Regions from separate parts of the Anas platyrhynchos genome. Here region 2 is linked to region 1. Evidence: chromatin contacts called from public Hi-C data. All regions are on one chromosome and are shown on one strand. The core of a region is the stretch at or near the end of the contact, and the rest is flanking DNA. Distances in the headings are between cores, read along the strand shown.

The links. Hi-C and Micro-C count contacts between places; a contact is called where the count stands out from the background.
Region 2: a contact with region 1 is called in a Hi-C map of F1 follicle, with 3 times the contacts expected there. The contact joins two enhancer-like sites. A contact is called at or near these places in 5 of 8 Hi-C or Micro-C datasets (F1 follicle, F5 follicle, liver and 2 more).

Annotation. Positions count from the first base shown.
Region 1 is chr5:16,236,155-16,240,786 of IASCAAS_PekinDuck_T2T, forward strand. No RefSeq gene overlaps it. Among named protein-coding and RNA genes, the nearest start is that of BTBD7, 7.8 kb to the right of the region's middle. Within about 2 kb of position 2,202, at least 3 of the 8 cell types and tissues checked have an H3K27ac peak or open chromatin away from gene starts, as enhancers often do. A contact at or near this core is called in F1 follicle, where this site is marked.
Region 2 is chr5:16,272,804-16,277,435 of IASCAAS_PekinDuck_T2T, forward strand. The region is part of intron 3 of BTBD7 (BTB domain containing 7); the gene reads left to right. Among named protein-coding and RNA genes, the nearest start is that of BTBD7, 29 kb to the left of the region's middle. Within about 2 kb of position 2,783, at least 5 of the 8 cell types and tissues checked have an H3K27ac peak or open chromatin away from gene starts, as enhancers often do. A contact at or near this core is called in F1 follicle, where this site is marked.

The DNA of each region.
Region 1 (4,632 bases), core at 952-3,451:
CTACATTTGAGAAAGGCACAGGGTTCTGCAAGTTCTTTCAACAGATATTTCAGTATACAGTAAGGACTCAAACTGGCTCCTATCTTTATTTACTATCACAAAGATAATCAACATATTGTTAAATTGCTAAAAGCAATAAAATGCTGAATTACTCTGAAAATATTCTACTTTCATAAAGGGCTTTGATTTCAATATGGGGATTCATCCTGCATCCACTGATCAGTAACAATGTTCTGATCAGCTTTAGTGAGACAAAACCAGCTTTTCATCACTTCACTTGAGACAAGAAAATTTCAAGACTTTACGCTTAGTGTATTTAGCTTTTATCTTCTGTTTAAATGGAGATGAGACTCCTTCATTTTTCTGTGGGGAGCTGTAAGAGAGCTAAGTACTATTTATATTTTTCCCTTGGAATCTGATGAATAAGCAAATGATAGTCTAGAGTCCCAGCTGGTATGAGTTGGCATTGTACAACTGAAGACAGTGGCACTGGGCCAACCCAGACGGAGGGAGGAGATGGCCTATGGTATGATTGTTCAACAAACTGCATTTTGGACAAGACACAAAACAGATCCCAGTGACTGGTAGTCATTATTTAGATATTGCAAAAGCAAGCAAGTCTTAGTACCATGAGTTGTCCAATTTGGAAAAATGTACTGCCCCTACTTGTAAAATCACTTCACTTACTGTCCTTTTTCCCATCAGCTCCCCCACAACACATACCTTTTTGGCTTGTTCTTCTGCTGCAGACAGGCATTACTAAGTCATTGTCATGTTCAGCTCTGGAAAATGGTGTCATTCTGAGGCCCTGTGGTCCTGTCCAGAGCCAGGTCATTAGTTTCTCTCAGTGATCTTTGACATTTTTGTCTTCTGCCTGCAATGCTCATTTTAATGTCCAAACTTGGCTGCAAAGAATTACTGACTGAAGGTGAATTCTGCCCATAGGAACACAGGGGCATGCCTCTGTTGTGCAGCAAAGAAATGCAGAGATTTCAGAGCCGGTAGAGATGATGTTGGCTCTGGAACTCTGTAGAAAGTGAAGTACAGAGAAAATCAGACACCAAGTGGAAAAATTATCAGGAATTGACGTCAGTTCCTTTCTGTTCTCCAATATTGTAATAGGAATTGTGCAGTCATTGTCCCAACAAAACCTGAGAGGCTCTCTCTACTCTGAAACACCTTTTTCAAAGGCAAGTTTGAGAAAAAGACTGGCTTCAAGCAAAGCTGGTCTTACCAAGGTACCTTTTGGCACATCAGGATCCTTTCTGTTTAAAAGGCAGAGCCCGAGCCAAAAATAAATGTACATGTGGTGGGAAAAGCAAGGAGTAACAAGGCAACTGCCATATGCAGCACAGCGAGCGGTAACAGCGTACCACTGCTCGTAAGATTCATAGCAGACGTTAATTTTAAGGAGGGATTTGAAAAAAGCCTTTTGCACAGATCTCCTCCCATGTACATGGGATGGCCTGGGGCAGAGGATGAAAGTGCTTGAGAGAAAACAAAGATCAGTGTGCAATGAATGCTAACTTCAAAGGCAAACAGCAAGGGTGGAGCCAAAGGCTTGAAACATAAGCAGAACCAGACTTTCAACAGATTATTAACTGAAACCACTGCGATGTTCCATCCACTTCAGTTTGCTGCATTCAGGGTTGACTTTATCGGTTAGATCTGTACCTATACTCAGTATCCAAAGGCTCCTGAATCGTCAGTCAGCGTAGAAGTACATCTGACACAACCTAAAACTATTTAAAAGGGGCTCCCAAGGCAACCACCTCATTTAAGTAATTGCTGTAACTCCTCCTGCTTGCTTGAATGCTTTGCATAGGATATATGCATGCTATATATTTTATATATATATATATATATGTATATGTATATACAGCATGCCAGTGCAGCTAATTCTAGTCCATGGTTGTCATGACTGGTGGATACAGTCCCTCATCCCCCAGAGTCAGCCCATGAAGACAGTAGGACCCCACTACAGTGTACAGAAGTTCATACATGACCTTCTAAGGTCTCATCTTCATATTTAAAAGCCTCATCAGAGTCCGAGCGTGAACATTTGTGTGGTATTCTATCCACTTTTCCTCCTTTTCTCTCCTAAGAAGAAACTCTGCTCACACTCTTGATGTTGCCTTGGATCTCACAGTAGGAGTCACCGGTTGTCCTTAACTCTTGATTATTAGCCACAACCTGTCGATAACATTTCATTTATCCTTGAAATGCCTTGTGGCTCGGTGTGGAATTACTGATCTCCCTGGTAACATCAGCACCACCACTGTCACTAAACAAAACGTGGGGCAGTCCCTGCTGCAGTACAGACAACTCTGGTCTCTCAAGCTTCTGTCAGCCAGAGGCCCTCTAAGGCAAAAAATCCTCAGTCAGTGCTTCATAAATTCCTTCGTCCTTGCACAGCCTTGGAGTACCTCAGGACACGAACTTCTGATGAATTTATTTTCCTTCTCAAATTCTCCTTCTCATACACAGGAGGAAAGTTGGCCAGCTGCAGTATTCCACAGAAGCACCATCAGCTGGGGGTGCACTAGCTGCCCTTCTAAGAAGCCATCTGCTTTCCAAGTCAGAGTACAGAACACCTTGTACAGAAGCAGGGACACTATCTTTGCTTTGGTCAAGGTGTCGTCAGGAGGACGGGAATGACAGTGAGAAAATTCCCTGAACATCCTAGATGTTCACACATAAATGTAAGAAACACAGGAAATAAATTAGAAATTGTAGGAATCTTAAATGCAATAACTGAGTTACAACTCAATTAGCACAACCAAGAGTTACCATGCCATGTCACCAGAATGTTAACATACAGGTAACAATCAAGAAGGAAATGCATAAGAGCATTGAATTCACAAGGACACTTAGAAGGCAAGACCATGCAGACAAGGCTTTTTGAGAGCAGCTAACAGAATCCACGTTTTGCTCCACGTTTTGAAATAACAGAGACTTAGCCTTCTGCACATATTATAGGTGAAAAAGATAGAGAACAGATTGTCCAGCTAACTCTTGGAATGTGTTGGTGATGTGTTTATTAAGAATACAGCTAGAAGGGAGCTCGTTCTCCATTTGATTCCAAGCAACAGAGAGGAACAGTGAAGAATGTAGAGGGGAAAGGTGACTTTAAGGGGAAATAAGTGTTCCTGGATTTCATGAAGGAAGCAAAGAACAGTAAAATAAAGGTAATTAACCCTGCTTTCTTGAAGTTCAACAAACTCAGAGATCCTATGGAAACTACATGTATGCCTACGGGGGAAAAGGAATCTCAGAAAATTGGTGCTTCTTTAGAGAAATAGTATGAATGGCACAGTTGAAAGGTAACCCACAGTGGAGAAAGACCAGGAGATGCATGTAACAAGAAATTTTGCTGATTGTGAGCAATTCTTTACAGTGCTCAGCTCTCTAGGGAGAGTAGGAGATCATCATGTTGATTGCTTTTTTTGAGGTTGCCTCTCCTGCACACTAGCTACCCTGCCTGCTGCTCTCACTTGGCACTCCAAAGACTTCAAGCATCTGAAGGTGTTGTTAGCACTGCTCTTTCACTGACAATGACAGATTGCTTTGATTTGGTTCTAACCTTCCCTGTTTCAGAAACCAGACTCATTCAGTCTTGTCCAGACAAACTCAGCTTGACACCAGCTTCAGCACCTAAGTTTTTTTGCTAAGGCAATAGAGGAAGTAGCAATATTAACTTTGCAACATTGGTCCATCATTGATCAAGCAACATCTCAAGAGGGCTACCAGTTCAGCAACTTGAATCCAAATAACAAGCTTTGCATACATGTCCTCATTTTTTGCTTATTGTATCATGCATTCTCCCACTGCTCATCTACTGCCATCTTTCTTGCATGAACTTTCTACTCAGTGTATCCATATGTTAAGCACAGACAAATTCCACTAAGTGCTACAAACTCAGCTGATGCTATATAACTTCAAAAGCTGTAACTAGGTTCCCAGGGATAACTATTTTTAACATCAGCAACTGCACTTTATGTCATACAGATCCAACTGGGTTGTAGCAAGGTCTACCCTGATAGATAGCTTATGGGAGGGACCTGTTCTGGGACATACATATTTAAAAAATGTTGTCCACATATTGACCTTTGCTCAGCATGTTGCAGAACTTGGAAAGTGCAAATGGCATGAGGCAAGAAATTCCAGGAATAGAAAGGCACCATCTCATAGCTAAGTACTGTCCTGGGAATCCAACCTTGCCTTTGCCAAAAATTATAATGAAATAATGAGCTGATCATTTAAACTTTTCATAAGTTGTGGTTAGCTGTTTGCTCCTCATGTTCTGAGTGTTTGACGTGAAATCTTGGTGCCAAATTTGCAAAAGGGCATGCTCAGAGCTGCAACTGAACTGAATGGGAAACATGCGCCAAAGGTAGCAAGTGCTACAGTACTGGTAAGTACCCACGAGAGCCTGTGTATCCCCAGTGGGACCCCACAATTTGCAGGTTCCCCTCCTGAATAATTCCGTGCCTCGCATTGTAATCTACAGGGTGGATTTAATTGCTCTTCAAAAATTCATTAGTGTTTGTGTAGCATTTAGATGCACAGAACGGGCATTAGGAAGTTAGTAACTGCATTTAAAACAGGGGTTGAAGACCGTGCAGTGAAGTA
Region 2 (4,632 bases), core at 1,533-4,032, 37 kb after region 1:
AAAAGAAAGGAGGGGAAGAGGTATGGGTTTCTTCACTTTGTTCCATTTGAGGAAATCAACTTTCTTCACAGTCTTACCTGTGGAGAAGCCAGTAAACTGTCAGTGAAGCTTTGTCTCCTGTCCAGCTGTTGCTTTCTCTTCATGGTGCCTTTCAGTAATTCTCATCCTTCCTCTGCAGCAGGAGCAGAGTGTGCAGTGGGTATTATGCTTGCATGCCTTCTGCTTTCAGAAGGGGAAGAGTAAGGAACACTTGCTCGAGTTTCTGCACTGTGCTCATAGTCCGATTAAAATAGCCTTCCCCCAAAAAATTGGGAGTTCTATTCACTCGTATTTCAAGTGCATCTTTTTTCAAAATGTTAATTGAAGAAGATTACAGCTATTGTACACTTACATTTAAATAAGGAAGTATAAATAGGAGCAGTCTGTGGGATCCATTTTTTTTTTTTGACCTGAGTGTGAATGCACCTCTGTTAATTTGTCACTTCGGTGCTGGAATCCTACATGTCAGCCACCTGTATTGTATGTGGAAAGGGTGCTGTTGCTGGGGGTGGTGAAAGTTGGATTTCTTTCTGCATCTGAATGAGCAGAACTAGCAGTGTCTATTCTCACGGAACAGTTCAAACGCTATTCCTAGGGCAGCTCGCCAGGCCTGTATCCTGGTCAGCAGAAGCTGTAAGTCGGGATGTCTGTCTCTGTGAAGAACTGAGAAGCTGCTATGTTCAAGTCTTCTCAGTTCAAGCTGAGGTTTTGAAAAGTGCTAACTACTTCAACTGCAGTTTTTATTCCTCTTTTGTAGAGTGTGTATTCCTTTCTGAAAATAAGGCCCTTTACTGCATTCATGGTACGAAGTCTAGAATTGCCAGCTTTCTTTTTGAAAACCATTAGTTTGTCTGCACTCTCTTTTACAGTGTGCGTATGCATAATGAGTCTTTCTATCAGTGGCTGGCAAGTACTTGAAGAAAAAGAATTTATTTCCTATCTGTAAGTTGGAGATAATGCATCTGTGTTTTCTAGGGAGAGTAGAAATGCCATATGAGGGCTTTTAGCCGCAATGAGCGTCATTATTGAAGCATGCTGTTTATTTCAAATATGTGTAACAGGTCTTTATTTCTGATCTTTATCTACTTTCATTTACAATCCCTTTTTTGGGCCTAAATGAGGTATGGGGTGGAGGATACAAGGGATTCTTGTTGAGAGAAGGAAATAGCTAGCGTTACTATGAAGTTATCTTACATATTAGCAATAAATTATTATTTCTGTGGCTTATGTCAAAGCAGGCACACGAAGCTTACAGTCATGCTGTTTGAACATAAACATAAAAGGTTTAATTGCACAAGTGCTGCAGGACTTTGGTATTTATGTGTTAATAAGCAGAACTGAATTGGGGTCAGTTAGTGTTTTCAGCCCTAAAAGGTTTCACTTCTGTCCATTGTTCTTGAAGATCACGCAACTCTGGATAGCTTTCTTCCTGCACATGAGGGCTGGCCAGGATTGTTGGAGGCTGAGATTGCAGAGCATGATTGCTGAACTGGTATCTCCTGTGGTAGCCTGAGCCTTGCTTGCTGTTTTACCTGTTGGGGTTCAGTGGCTATGCTGTACATAATGAGATACTGCAGTTGCTTCCCACCTTGATGGTGATAGTTTTACTTTTGAGGTGAGAAATTGAGAATGGAGTTCCCTGAGATCAGTGACGTGATTTACTTAAGCTAGCTTAATTCAAAGAAAATAACTTTCTACAGTAGATCTGTACATCTGTAACTTCTAGCTGTCAAATTATACTTGTCAAGATTGAAGTCTTTGTATTACAAACTATCAAACCGACCTTCTTAGAATTAGGAAACTTAAGGACTTGAGGACTAACAGATAAGAGCAGCTATAAGCACTACATGAGGAGATCATACCCAGTTTCTTCAAACCATCAATAGGTCCTTCAAGGAGCTGCATGTAACTTCGACAAAAGATATGGGGAACTAATCAGTAACTATTGAATCTTCCCTAGAGGCTGCTATTAGGAAACTGATTTTCAGATGATGCTAGAAGCTGAAATAATTCTGCTGAAATAAACTGCCAGGAAACGGGGGAGAGTTCTTTTCTGAGATATCTCACAGAATGAGAATGAGGTGTCCTTGGACTTGATTGTGTTGTTGTTCCCCTCTAAGTACACCTAGAAACTGAACATTAAACAGAATGCAGAAGAGGCATAAAGTTTTACTATGGTTGAAGTGGTGTTGGATTCATTCCTATACAATATATCCAAGCTCATACTACTTGAGAGCAGGATAATTCATAGATCGGCTGAAAGCAGGAAAGGAAAATGAGTTGAAATGAGGAAGGTGCTGCAAGTGCACAGTTTCTCAGTGTCTGATTATTTTGGTGCATGCACTTATACAAGTGCTAAAAGGATTTAGCATGCGCAGGGAATGCTAATGAGGGAATTAAACTGTGAATGAAACCCTCACTAAGACACTGAATAATTAGTCACTGTTTCATAAATGAACAGGGTGTGATTCTTTCCCTCGGATTGGAAATCTGAACTGGAACAACTGAGGAATTTGAAGGTGCTCTGAAGGAGCAGCGTAACTTCTCTCAAAATCAGATCAGTGTGTCGTAAATCAGCGCTCTTCAGTAACATGCTGTGGGTCAGTACTTGCCTTAAAATATGTTGTATGAGTCAGTGGGAAGAGGTCTTAAATTTTCTTAATTGAGGGGGTTTTTGCCCACCCTGAGGGAGGGCAAGGAGAAGCTCCCACAGCTGCAGCAGCACCACCCAGTGGTGGCTGGAACCGTGTGAGCCTGGCCCCAGCTGTGTGCTTGGGGGGCCTGAGCTGTGAGCTTCTTGGGGATGATGACTGGCAGTAGGTGCAGGGATGTACTGGCCATCAGGTCTCCTCTTTGTCTGGTAAATCTGTGCCTGACCATGAAAGTGGTGAGCTGTGTAACGGTGAGGTAGTGTTGGGGCGGGAGGCTGCTGTCCTTAGGGGAGAAATGTAATAAAATCAGGGAAGGATTGAAATTTTGCTCTATTACGGAACAGTAGCAAACAAATTCTGGATGTTCTCCCCCCCTCCCCCAGCCACCCCTTCAGACTTGGAAATTCCATTTGATAACTTAATTATGATTTTATGGCTAGATGCTGTGCTACCTAGATGCAGGAGAAAGAAGTAAGCAGTTTGTAGAAAATCTGCACGTGCCAGTGAAATCAGTATCCAGCAGTTTCATACTGAATTAGCATGCTGAGTTCGTGCTTAGGTCAAACTGTACTGTGCTGGCACTAAAGAATTGCTGTGGTTTAATCCTATAATCAAAATTAAAAGGAAGCTTATTAGATCAGGAAAAAAACAAACGCCTGCACTTGACTAGCAGATCACTTAAAATATGTGCTTTAGTAGCAATTGCACCTTACTTCAGTACGTACCACAGTACCTTGTCCTCCCCTAGCAGGTGCGATACTTCACATGAGAGAGCTGAGTCTCCAGGTGAGTGGTGTCCCTCCTGTTCCCTGATTCACTGCTCGCACATTTCTGTGCTGGGAGCTGTCACTCGGACATCTGACTTGCAGGCGTTGTGCAGAGCGGTTCTGGAAGAGGCAGCACTGTGTGTAGTGGTTGGAGCCCGCTGCGCTGGCAGTTCTTGTGAAACCTCCCAGCTCGGTCCTCTGACAGTGCTCTTCTCCCCCCTGGGCCGCAGGCAGCAGTTTCACCCAGGTTCTGTGACCCATCTCATCGCCTGGCGTTTGCGGTAGCTGATGTCTCAAGTTTCTTCTCTCAGCTTCCACACACACACCCCGGCTCAAGTTCTTGATTTGGCTCGCTCATTCTGGCCAATTCCAAATATGCTAAAGCTTGTCTCCCTGGTTTCCTGCAAAATATTTTGGGTTCATTATGTGCAGGTCTGGATCCTCTTTCCAACTCGTTTTGCTCACTTTACCCAATTCTGGCTGGATATTTGTAGCTGAGTGTCGAGTGAAATTGATGGATTTTAAAGCTTCTGATCATTATTTTTTTTTTATTTCCAGCTGATTTTAGCATGATTTGTCTTCGGGGTCCTTTCTAAGTGTCCAGATGTCGTTTTTCATCAGTTTCAGCAATGATTCAGCTTTGACTCTTTCTATGGAAATTGGCCTGTTCCTAACGCAGCCGTGCTCCCTTTTCTAACTGTATTTAATAGATTGCTTCCCTGTGATGAAGTCAGTGATGGTTTGGGTACGTGCTAAGAATCTTTACTCTCCAAGTAAAGCAAGCCCACTTAGAATTTACTTGGCTTCAGCTTGACTTAATGATCAGCGTAAATCATTTATATTCCAAAAGAAATTGAATTGGGTCTTTCAGTGAAGTAATATGAATAAATGAACTAATCAGCAATCATTTCATCTACAGGTCTCATCATACCAAAACCCATTTGTACCTAATAACCCAGAAACTGTTATTAGGCATGCTGCAGTATTTGGTAACTATGAGGAAGTGAAGCTCTTAACTGCTTTTGCAGAGGCTGTGTGGATTTGAGCCTTCTCTGCGATGCTCGAGCAGAGCCCTCAGGGGAATGTGGTTGCATTCTGCCTGTTGTACTCCTGTTCCTGCTTTTGTCGTCTTGCTGCTCTCCAACAACTCCAATGGTGATTGTTTTAGCACACTG